Linked DNA regions of Ovis aries: region 2 is linked to region 1. A link is a contact called in public Hi-C data. All regions are on one chromosome and are shown on one strand. The core of a region is the stretch at or near the end of the contact, and the rest is flanking DNA. Distances in the headings are between cores, read along the strand shown. Region 1 overlaps LOC105606919 (a long non-coding RNA gene). Region 2 holds the start of LOC132659412.

Region 1 (4,628 bases), core at 1,654-4,153:
ATTTCAAAAGCATCATTATGAGTATTAATGAGTTAATAATAAAGTTTTAAAGGTGATTAGGACATTGTATGACAGGTAGTAAATGATATATATGTTAAATAAAGGGAAATATACTTATGGCAGGTGAACCTTACAATGACCGACTCCAGAATCAGTATCCTCAGATGAGAAAGGGTTGAATGTTAGAAACAACACAAATTGGAGCACATCTAAGTAAACTACAGTGAGGTTATACTATGAAACACCATACTAGCCACTTTTAAAATGAAGTATGTCTATAAGTGGGTTTCCTCAATGGCTCAGCAGGTAAAGAATCTGCCTGTCAATGTAGGAGACACAGGAGATGAGGGTTCAGTTCCTGGGTCGGGACGATCTCCTGGAGGAGGTAATGGCAACCCACTCCAGCATTCTTACCTGAAAAAATCCCATGGATACAGGAGCCTGGCGGGCTACAGTCCATGAGGTCACAAAGAGCTGGACATGACTGAGCGACTAAGCATGCATGCATATGTACTGCTGTGGAATAATCCCTAAGATATACTGTTAAGGGAGAGAGCAAGTCCCAGTACAGCATATGCAAAATTAATTATGAGAACTAGCACTTACTGAATAATTTCTATGCATCAGAGCTTTACATATATTAACTCATCTAATCTCTATACAAGGAAGGTACTAGTTTTTTCACCACTGTGAAAAATGAGAGTCTCAGGAAGGCCAGGGTTGAAACTAACATGCCTAGGTTATTCTTCCAAACTTGTAAGTCAGATAAGTCACTTTGGATTCAGGGAGTGGAGGAAGTAAAGGACAGAAATGACCTGGAATTATTTTATTTGAATGCATTTCATTTGGAAGGCACATTCTCTAATAAAGACTATGCAGACATTAAAAATAGGGAGTATCCCTGCAATGCACAGATGGAAAAATCTCTTAGCATTTTAGGTGAAAAAAGCAAAATGTAGAGTGATGATGAGTACAGAAAGATTATTTTTATGTAAAATTTTGTTAAAGGACATACATGTGCAGTAACAAGGATACATAAAAATTAGTAATGGTAGTTATATTTGGGGGCGGGATTAAGGGGCAGAAGAGGAGCTTTTAGTTTTCTCTGATACCATTTTTATTGCTTTAATTTTTTCCCTTGGGTTTATTACTTTTATTTTTAAAAAAATACTATGAAGCATTACTGGACTGTGGGATTAATGACTACTATTGTTTTCATATTTATACTTCCCTGCAAAAAGTAAGTTTAATACATGTTGTTTAAAAAAAAAAAAAAAACAAAAAAAAACCAAGGTAGCATAAAAAAATAGTGCCTCCTAGCCTCAGGAGTCCTAATGAGCTATAATCACAGAGACGCCGGGCCAGTCAAAATTGGAAGAAAGAGCTATAATCACAGGAAAAGAACTCTCTCCACAACTTGAAGTAGCCCAGAAAAAGCAGCAGTAACGACAGCAGGCCTGACTTCAAGAAAAGCAGAGACAAGAGTAGCCGTGGCCGGCCCTGCAGTGGCTGGCATGGGTGATAACACAAGATGATATCAGAAAACAAAAACTGTCACACAGAACCCAAGGCCTCCAAGAAAGAGAGAAACTGAAGGGCTTGAGGTGTAAAATCAACAAGAGGGAACGTAGGAGTCAATGCTAAAGTGATTATGACTCACAGTCTGATGGTCCTCAAGACTTGAGTGGCCTTGGAGAAACCGGATCAGAGTTGTGTAACCAAGGCCCTGTGCTTGGAGACACATAATGAATGGATGGATGATTGAGTTTCTTCCTGCAGCCCCAGGTGATCTCAATGAGGTCATTGTGCCAGACCCCTCAGCAAGGCAATATACAGGCGTCAAACAAGCATTTCATCTTACCTCCTTCTGCCTGCCAAAACCCTGGCAGAGAGGAGCATCATTACATGAGAGTATGCATGTGGCCTAATTATTTGTCACACTCGATCACTAAACCAGTCCAAAGAATTCATTTCACGGGAACCAAATACAGTAATTCATGTTGCAATCCTGCCCAAATCACTGAACAGATACTTTAAGACCCAAATTCCTTAAAACCAGCTTTGATTTAGCACACACTACACGTTCCAACTAGAGTTTCAAGTGAGTGGAGCTGCCCACACGAAGCCATTTCTCACAGATCGCTGGCAGTTAAGTGCTCAAGAAGAAAGAGATTTCTTCAACTTCCTTTGGGTCTCACAAAACGAAAGCAGCCGTTACATAATAAAGCCTGTAATAAGCTCCATGGGTTAAGAAGTCCCTGATGTTTTTCCTGCCTTCAGTCATTTGTTTCAAGTATTCAGAAACAGTGAAAGTTCACGAAGCAAAAACATCTTCGGCAGGAAAAGAAGTGTGAGAGTTAGTCAGCAGCTCGACTCACTCATAGGTCCATGAGGTTGTAACTTAATCTTGACAACATAGTCTTTCCTGGAAGAGCTTTGAGCAGCGATTTATCATTTTATAATTTGTGGTTTCAATGTGAGCCATCAACCAAGCAGCTGTCTTGGTCTGAGGCACTTTTGAATCTTTCAAAAACCCCCCGGGGAGGCAGGAAGCCGGCTTCAAACTTGAGGCCCCAAACTCGTGGGGTTTAAGGGAGAAGGCACAAAGGCCAGGATTTCTGCGTGCGCTCTCTAGTCTTTGGAAATGTATGGAATGCGTTCCTGTGTTTGTTTTAGACTTGGTGGGGGCTGGGGGGAGCATACTTCGATAGCTGGAGCCGTGGGCTGGCCCCTCGTATCTCCGGACGGCTGCGCGATCCCCTGGGAAATGAGAAGCTGCAAGCTGAGAGGGGGGAAATGGGTGGAGAAAGGGGAAGCAAGGGGGAAGGGAGGAGTGCCCGCGATAACTCTGCTGACTTCACAGTTTTCCACCGTGGCCTGCCCTGCCTACCTCTGTTGACTTCAAAGCTCGAGGAGCGCCTCTGCGCGCGTGCTCAGCCAGCCCCGCGGCCGCCGGTGGGAGAAGGCATTGACTCTTGGCCCGAGGACCGCATCCCTCCGAGAACAACATTTCTGAAATTAACTTTGCCGTGAACAAAAGGCGGCTCTGGGTCGCCCAGTGCTGGGATTCTAGCATCCACCAGGGCAAAAGGCAGCTTTTACAGAGATGTCTCCAGAAACTCGGGCGGTTTCCCAAGGTGTCTCACTGGTTCAGCAGCAGTGTTGGCTGTCTGTGGGCCGATGGGTGTGGCTTTCGCAATCGTGTTGGGGCGCCCGGATTTGGGAAGACTTGCCTCCTCTCCTCCGAGCAATGCAGGAAATCAGACGTTTGCTGGCAGCTCCCACAGCCTGTCACCATTCTCTCCCCTCCCTGCTCCCCACGCTGGGATGGACTTGTTTTCCTTCCCATCTCTGTTTTCTCCGGAGTCCTCCTGCCTCTCCCCAGAGAGGAAGCGGAGGAAGTAAGAGGACCATCCTGGCCGCTGTCACTCATGACCTTCTAATCTGCTTATCATTCTAAGCCCAGGACGGAAAGACGCGCAGCACACCTTCTCGGAGCAAAAACAGGCAACACAGAATTTCAAGGGCTGAAACCAAGATGCACAGCACAGGTTTAAAATATACGTGCATGTGTATGACGGCTCAGACGGCAAAGTGTTTGCAATGCAGGAGACCTGGGTTCAATCCCTGGGTCGGGAAGATCCTTGGAGAAGGAAATGGCAAGCCACTCCAATATTCTTGCCTGGAAAAGCCCATGGATGGAGGAGCCTGGCAGGCTACAGTCCATGGGGTCGCAAAGAGTCAGACACGACTGAGCGACTAACACACACGATGTTTCACAATTCTCTCCTTCACTAGCCCCAGACAGTATTGGACGTATGCGCAGCTTTAACTATCTTCTACTGTTCAGTGTGAATTTAAAGATAGGCTCAGTTCAGTCTCTCAGTCGTGTTCAACTCTTTGCGACCCCACGGACTGCAGCACACCAGGCCTCTCAGTCTATCACCAGCTCCTGGAGCCTACTCAAACTCATGTCCATCGAGTCGGTGATGCCATCCAACCACCTCATCCTCTCTTGTCCCCTTCTCCTCCCACCCTCAATCTTTCCCAGCATCAGAGTCTTTTCAAATGAATCAGTTCTTTGCATCAGGTGGCCAAAATATTGGCATTTCAACTTCAGCATCAGTCTTTCTAGTGAATATTTAGGACTGATTTCTTGTAGGATGGTCTGGTTGGATCTCCTTGCAGTCCAAGGGACAAGCATAGGCTAGAAGTACATATCTTGGAAATTCAGCTTCATTAGCCGAACTAAGCACCAGAAACTGGTTACAGATCCTAGTTACAGTGTTTTCCCCCTTCTAACGTTCTCATTGCTAACCTTAGGTCCCGGCTTGAGAAAGGTCTTAGAGGGGTCTAGCCTAGTCTTTTCAGAACATGGCCACACCATGGGCTGTCTGTGCCTCCTGGGTCCAGCTTTGTACTTGGATGCAAGGGTATTTGAAAAAGAACACATGATTCTTGTCCTTAAGAAAATTAACAGAAACATCGAATTTTAGCTAGGAAATTAGTGAGCAAGATAGCCCAAACTCTCTATAACCAGAGATTTTAAAATCAGGAAATGAAAACTTAGGTTAGTTAAGAGAGCTGCCTAAGGTAAATGTTTCCTTGGTTAATCCCACAAACAAAAA
Region 2 (4,829 bases), core at 2,173-4,672, 40 kb after region 1:
CTTGGGGCTCCTTGTAGTCCTGAAATCACACAGGAAGGCCTGACCTTGATGATTATATCCAGGCCACTCAGAGTCCTCCTCCTATGGGCAGTCTGTTCCTCTGTACTCTGGAGTCTTGGAATAGGTTGCATGGCCCCCTCAGGAAAACCATCAATTTCAATGAAGCTGCAATCACTGGGGCCTGCTAGAGGCTGGTGGGTGTTACAGCAATGTCTCCCTCACTGTGAAAGGCAGCTGAAGGCTGAAGTGGAGTCATTTCAATCTCTGGTCAGAAAGAGCATCAGAGTCAATTACCCTACAGCAGAGGTTCCACAGGTAGCCACTGGAGTCAGATCCCTGGGCTTGAAACTCTCCTTTGCTAGTTAATTAGTCTCTCTGACCTTAGTTTTCTCATGTGTAATAACAGGGAATTAATAGTACATTCTGGAGAAGGCAATGGCACCCCACTCCAGTACTCTTGCCTGGAAATCCCATGGATGGAGGAGCTTGGTAGGCTGCAGTCCATGGAGTCGCTAAGTCGGACATGACTGAATGAGTTCACTTTTCACCTTTCGCTTTCATGCATTGGAGAAGGAAATGGCAACCCAATCCAGTGTTCTTGCCTGGAGAATCCCAGGGACGGGGGAGCCTGGTGGGCTGCCGTCTATGGGGTCACACAGAGTCAGACTCGACTGAAGTGACTTAGCAATTAGCAATAGTACAATCTAAGTAGGGTTCAATGTGATGAGCTGGGCAAGTGTTTCCTGTGCACAGACACTGTAGAGTAAGCACCCACACTGGGAAGGGGATGTGACTTCATTTTCAAACCAGGGCTCTATTTAGTATTTAGTGAGAGCTTATTTTTACAGTCACATTTGAAAACTGGTGGTTCAGATCTGTTTCACTCATCATCTCCAAACTTGCCTTGCTCTTTGCCACTCTCTCCTGGAGGCATGAGATTCTCTGAGATCCTGGGGACAATTTTTGTGTCTGAATCCCTTAGCCCCAGGCGGTGGAACTTCATTAGCCTTTTCCCCAGTGGAGTCTTTTTCTGTCCAACAGGCTCTTTCTCAGCGAGCTGTATGCACCTCAACAAGTCCCAGGCTCAGGAGACTGGTTCAGAAGGTCCCACTAAACTGGGAACCAGCGTGCTGGGAAAGCAATTCTCTTTTCTAATGCGGCCATACCCACTCTTTGCATATACTTAACTCCCCCCTTCGTTTTCCTCCTCTTTTAAATACAGTCTGCCTCCAGCCTGTTCCCCACCATCACCCCCCTCCCCCCACACAAAAAGTGCTATCAAAAATTCAGAATCAAACTTTACATTTTAAGATGTGATTTAGTTGGTTGCCTTCCAACCTCAGGCAGCATCCCCTCATGCATCTTTGTAAGAGGAGCCAGCATTTCCGGAAGACTGGCCACACAGCCCGGGGTCCCTGGGAGAAGCCTTTAAAAAAATATCAGCGCAGGAAGGGAGCCGTCTGCGAATGGCAGTTAGGGAGGGTATCCAGAGTACAGAGAAAACCCTCAGGTTAGGCACTTAGGGGGTCTGGGGACAGGAAAGGGAAGCCAGGCCTCAGAAACAGATGGGAGTCCGCCCCTCCCGACTCCGAGAGCCGCCTGCAGCGCAATGATGGCCGGAAGTGCCCGGCTCGGAAGAGGGTGAGCGGGGAGGGGCTGCCTGCGAGCCGTGTCTCCCAACTCGCTGGACTGGGATGTTTATAGCACCTGTTTTTCTCGACCTGTCTCCACCTGGATTTCTGCGGTCTGTGGCTGCAGCGTGTGTCGGGGGGAAGAGGGAGCGCACCTCCTGAGGCTGATTCTCGGCCTCGGGGCTCTGGCTGGAAAGGGAGTTCCAGTATCCAAACGAATGGCCAAATGGGGGAACTTCGAGGCAGAGCGGCTCTTACCGTGCCGCGTTTGCAAAGAAGTGGGCGGTTAGGCCCGGTGAAACCCGGGGCTTTCCAACCCCACCTCGTGTTCTGTTGACCGCAGCCGTGGGCGTGGGTGAGGCGGGTGTGGGCAGCGGGGGAAGTGGCTCCCACCTTCCTCGTCGCCTGGGGGCTCTGGCTTTCCCTTTCTTGCTCCTCCAAAGGGTTAAAGCCTGAACGACTGTCCACTCTCCGAAGGGGGATGGGGGTGGTGGTGGGGGTGGTGGGAGGTATCTGCATTTGGAAAGAGGAGCCCAGAGGGCACGGGGTGGCCATTCTCTATTCAGACCCTTGTGTAGAGTCCAGGCCATCCGGGTCTGCACCCTCAACTTCTCCTAATCACTACGTGCCTGGTTGTTCTCAGACTGCGATGACATCATTTTAAAAAATGAAAATAACTGCTCTTTAGGCTTTTAAAGAACCTGGAGGGCAAATAAACCCGAGGAAGAGTCTTCCGCCGGTCCCTGAGGCGGCCGTCTAGAGTGCCTACCTGAAAAGCCGCCCTGTCTGCTCCATCAGAAGAGGCCTTGGGCAGGGTGGGCGGAAGATCCCGGGAGGTTTAGGACAGCAGCGGTACCTAGAGAAACGAGAACATCGTCGATGTTGATCCGGCAGGTTCCTTTTCTCAACCTCTGGGCGGCACAAACTTGGTAGCGCTGCTGTTGCTGCTGCTGCTAAGTCACTTCAGTCGTGTCCGAGTCTGTGCAACCCCATAGACGGCAGCCCACCAGGCTCCCCCGTCTCTGAGATTCTCCAGGCAAGTGGGTTGCCATTTCCTTCTCCAATGCATGAAAGTAAAAAGTGAAAGTGAAGTCGCTCTTCGTGTCCGACTCTTAGAGACCCCATGGACTGCAGCCTACCAGGCTCCTCCGTCCATGGGATTTTCCAGGCAAGAGTACTGGAGTGGGGTGCCATTGCCTTCTCCGAGCAATGTTGTTAGGGTGACCATTTCACAGGTGGAGAAACTGAGGCTTAGAAAGGCCAAGGGACATGCCCCCAAAGGGATGTAGCAAGGGCCACCTTCTGTTTCAAACTCAGATTCCGGGGGCCTGCGGGGGTCGGCGGCAGCCAGGGGTGTGTTGGGGGTGGCGCGGCGGGGACCGAGGAGGCGGGAGGGCAGGCGCGGGGAGGGGGCGGTTCAGCCGGCGGCGGCCTCGCGGGGAGGAGCAGGGGCCGGGGCCGCCGCACAGGTCTGGGGCCGCTCGAGGGCCGGTTTGATCGCAGGGACTAGAGGAGGCCCTCCGGGGATCCGGAGCGGGACTGCGAGGCCCGGGCAGCTGCCAGACGCGGCTGGTGACTGGCCTGCGCCGCCGGCCCCCACCTCCCGGCTGCGCTGCGGTCGGGCAGCGAGCAGGCCGCATACCGCTCGGCGCAGAGGAAATGGCTGGAATTCCTCCCGCGGCGCCTCGCGCTCGGGCCTCGGGGCGGGCGGGGCGCTGGCGAGGGCTGCGCGGCTCCCAGCCCGCGGCACCGAGGGGGGACCCCTTTCCTGGGAGCGCCGCCGTCTCTCACTGCCAGCATCCGCGCTCCCCGGGCACAGGCTCGGCCCCCACGGAGACTCCACGGCCCTGCCCAGTCTTCTGGCCCCTTAACCTGTTCCTGGTTTTCTGGGCCGGCCATCTGGGAAGGGGTTCTGCGTCCCCTGCTCAGTCCCCTCGGGCCTCCCTGCCGATCAGGCCTCGGGCCCCACTTCTGGGATGGTGCAAACGGGGCGCACTGCACGCCAGGGCCTCAGCAGAGCGTGATGCTGGAGCTCCAGGCAGGGAGGCCTCTGCAAGCCCCAGCCTACGCTTTTGGAAAGCCCTGGCCACTGCTATCTGCAAATGTTCTAGGCTATTGAAGTGTTTGTTAAATGAGTGAATGAATGAGAATTGGGCAGGCACAGTACAAACAAAAGCAGAGACCAAAGGAAAAGCAGGCCAAATGTAGATCCTGTTAGAAAGCGCTCAGTTTTCCTTCCTGCACACGCAAAGAACCTGCCACCACGACGCACACCCAACTCAGAGGGCCTGGCACCAAGGCTACTTTGACCTTCACACCTTGAGGCTGGTCTTAACGCCAAGGCCTATTCTCACTCTCTGCCCCTTGTTCTAAGCTCTGAGCTTGGTTCAGCGATAAGTGCCCCCTTTTTCCTAGCTCACCTTTCCACATCTCCACCCACAATACTTCCCATGCTGCCCTTTCTTTTTTTTTTTTTTTTTTTGCCCATACCCCATGACACGTGGGATCTTAGTTCCCAGACCAGGGATCAAACCTAAACCCAGGGCTGGAACCTAGAGGACTGCTGGGGAAGTCCTTCCCGCCCCCCCCCCCCCCCCGCCCCCCGTTTCTGGACCTCTTCTTTTCTCTGCAGAAGGCTCAACAGAGTCTGATTCTACATGAAGTGAGTTGTCTGGATTGGGGCACAGAAGGTGGGGGCCTGCGCCAAGCCTAGGGGCAGAGACAGTGGTGGCTGTGTCTTCTCCTCCTCCCTCCTCCCCCCACTCCCATGGGATAGTTTCAAGCAAGGGAGCAAAGCATGGACAGGGTTTCCCAAAATTGGTCCGCCTCTGAGTCCAGGTTATCAGTTTAAATTTCTACTCTCTCTAGGGTTCCTCAGTAGCCAGACCTAATCCTGGGGATGCCCCAGGAGGCATTAGGAGGACAGAAGCAGGCCTGTCCTAACACACTTATCTCTCCTCAGTCAGGCCCAGTTGGGGGTGGTGGAACTGGGGAGGGGCAGGGAGTAAGGTGTCATTTCCAAGGCTGCCCCTGGATGCTTGCCCATGAGGAGCACGCCCAGGAGGCCTTGGCAGACCCTCCATACAGAGGCAGGCAGACAGAAACACAGACAGCTCACAGTGACAGTCTTGGTTCTGGGAATTTTGGAAATGAAAACTCCTACATTTTTCAAAAGAAAAAGGAACAGATTTTGGCATC

The links. Hi-C and Micro-C count contacts between places; a contact is called where the count stands out from the background.
Region 2: a Hi-C map of blood shows a contact between it and region 1, with 2.1 times the contacts expected there. The contact joins the promoter of LOC132659412 here to the enhancer-like site in region 1. A contact is called at or near these places in 5 of 16 Hi-C or Micro-C datasets (blood, retroperitoneal adipose tissue and skin fibroblasts).

Annotation. Positions count from the first base shown.
Region 1 is chr3:81,930,953-81,935,580 of ARS-UI_Ramb_v3.0, forward strand. All of the region lies in intron 5 of LOC105606919 (a long non-coding RNA gene), which reads right to left. Among named protein-coding and RNA genes, the nearest start is that of EML4, 28 kb to the left of the region's middle. Within about 2 kb of position 2,904, at least 30 of the 54 cell types and tissues checked have an H3K27ac peak or open chromatin away from gene starts, as enhancers often do.
Region 2 is chr3:81,970,003-81,974,831 of ARS-UI_Ramb_v3.0, forward strand. LOC132659412 reads right to left here and starts at 3,423. Exons shown (of 2, transcript XM_060412233.1): 1 at 3,274-3,423; 2 at 663-2,487. The coding sequence starts at 2,186. The coding sequence ends at 1,512. LOC105606919 (a long non-coding RNA gene) reads right to left here and starts at 3,291. Exons shown (of 8, transcript XR_009599853.1): 1 at 2,401-3,291.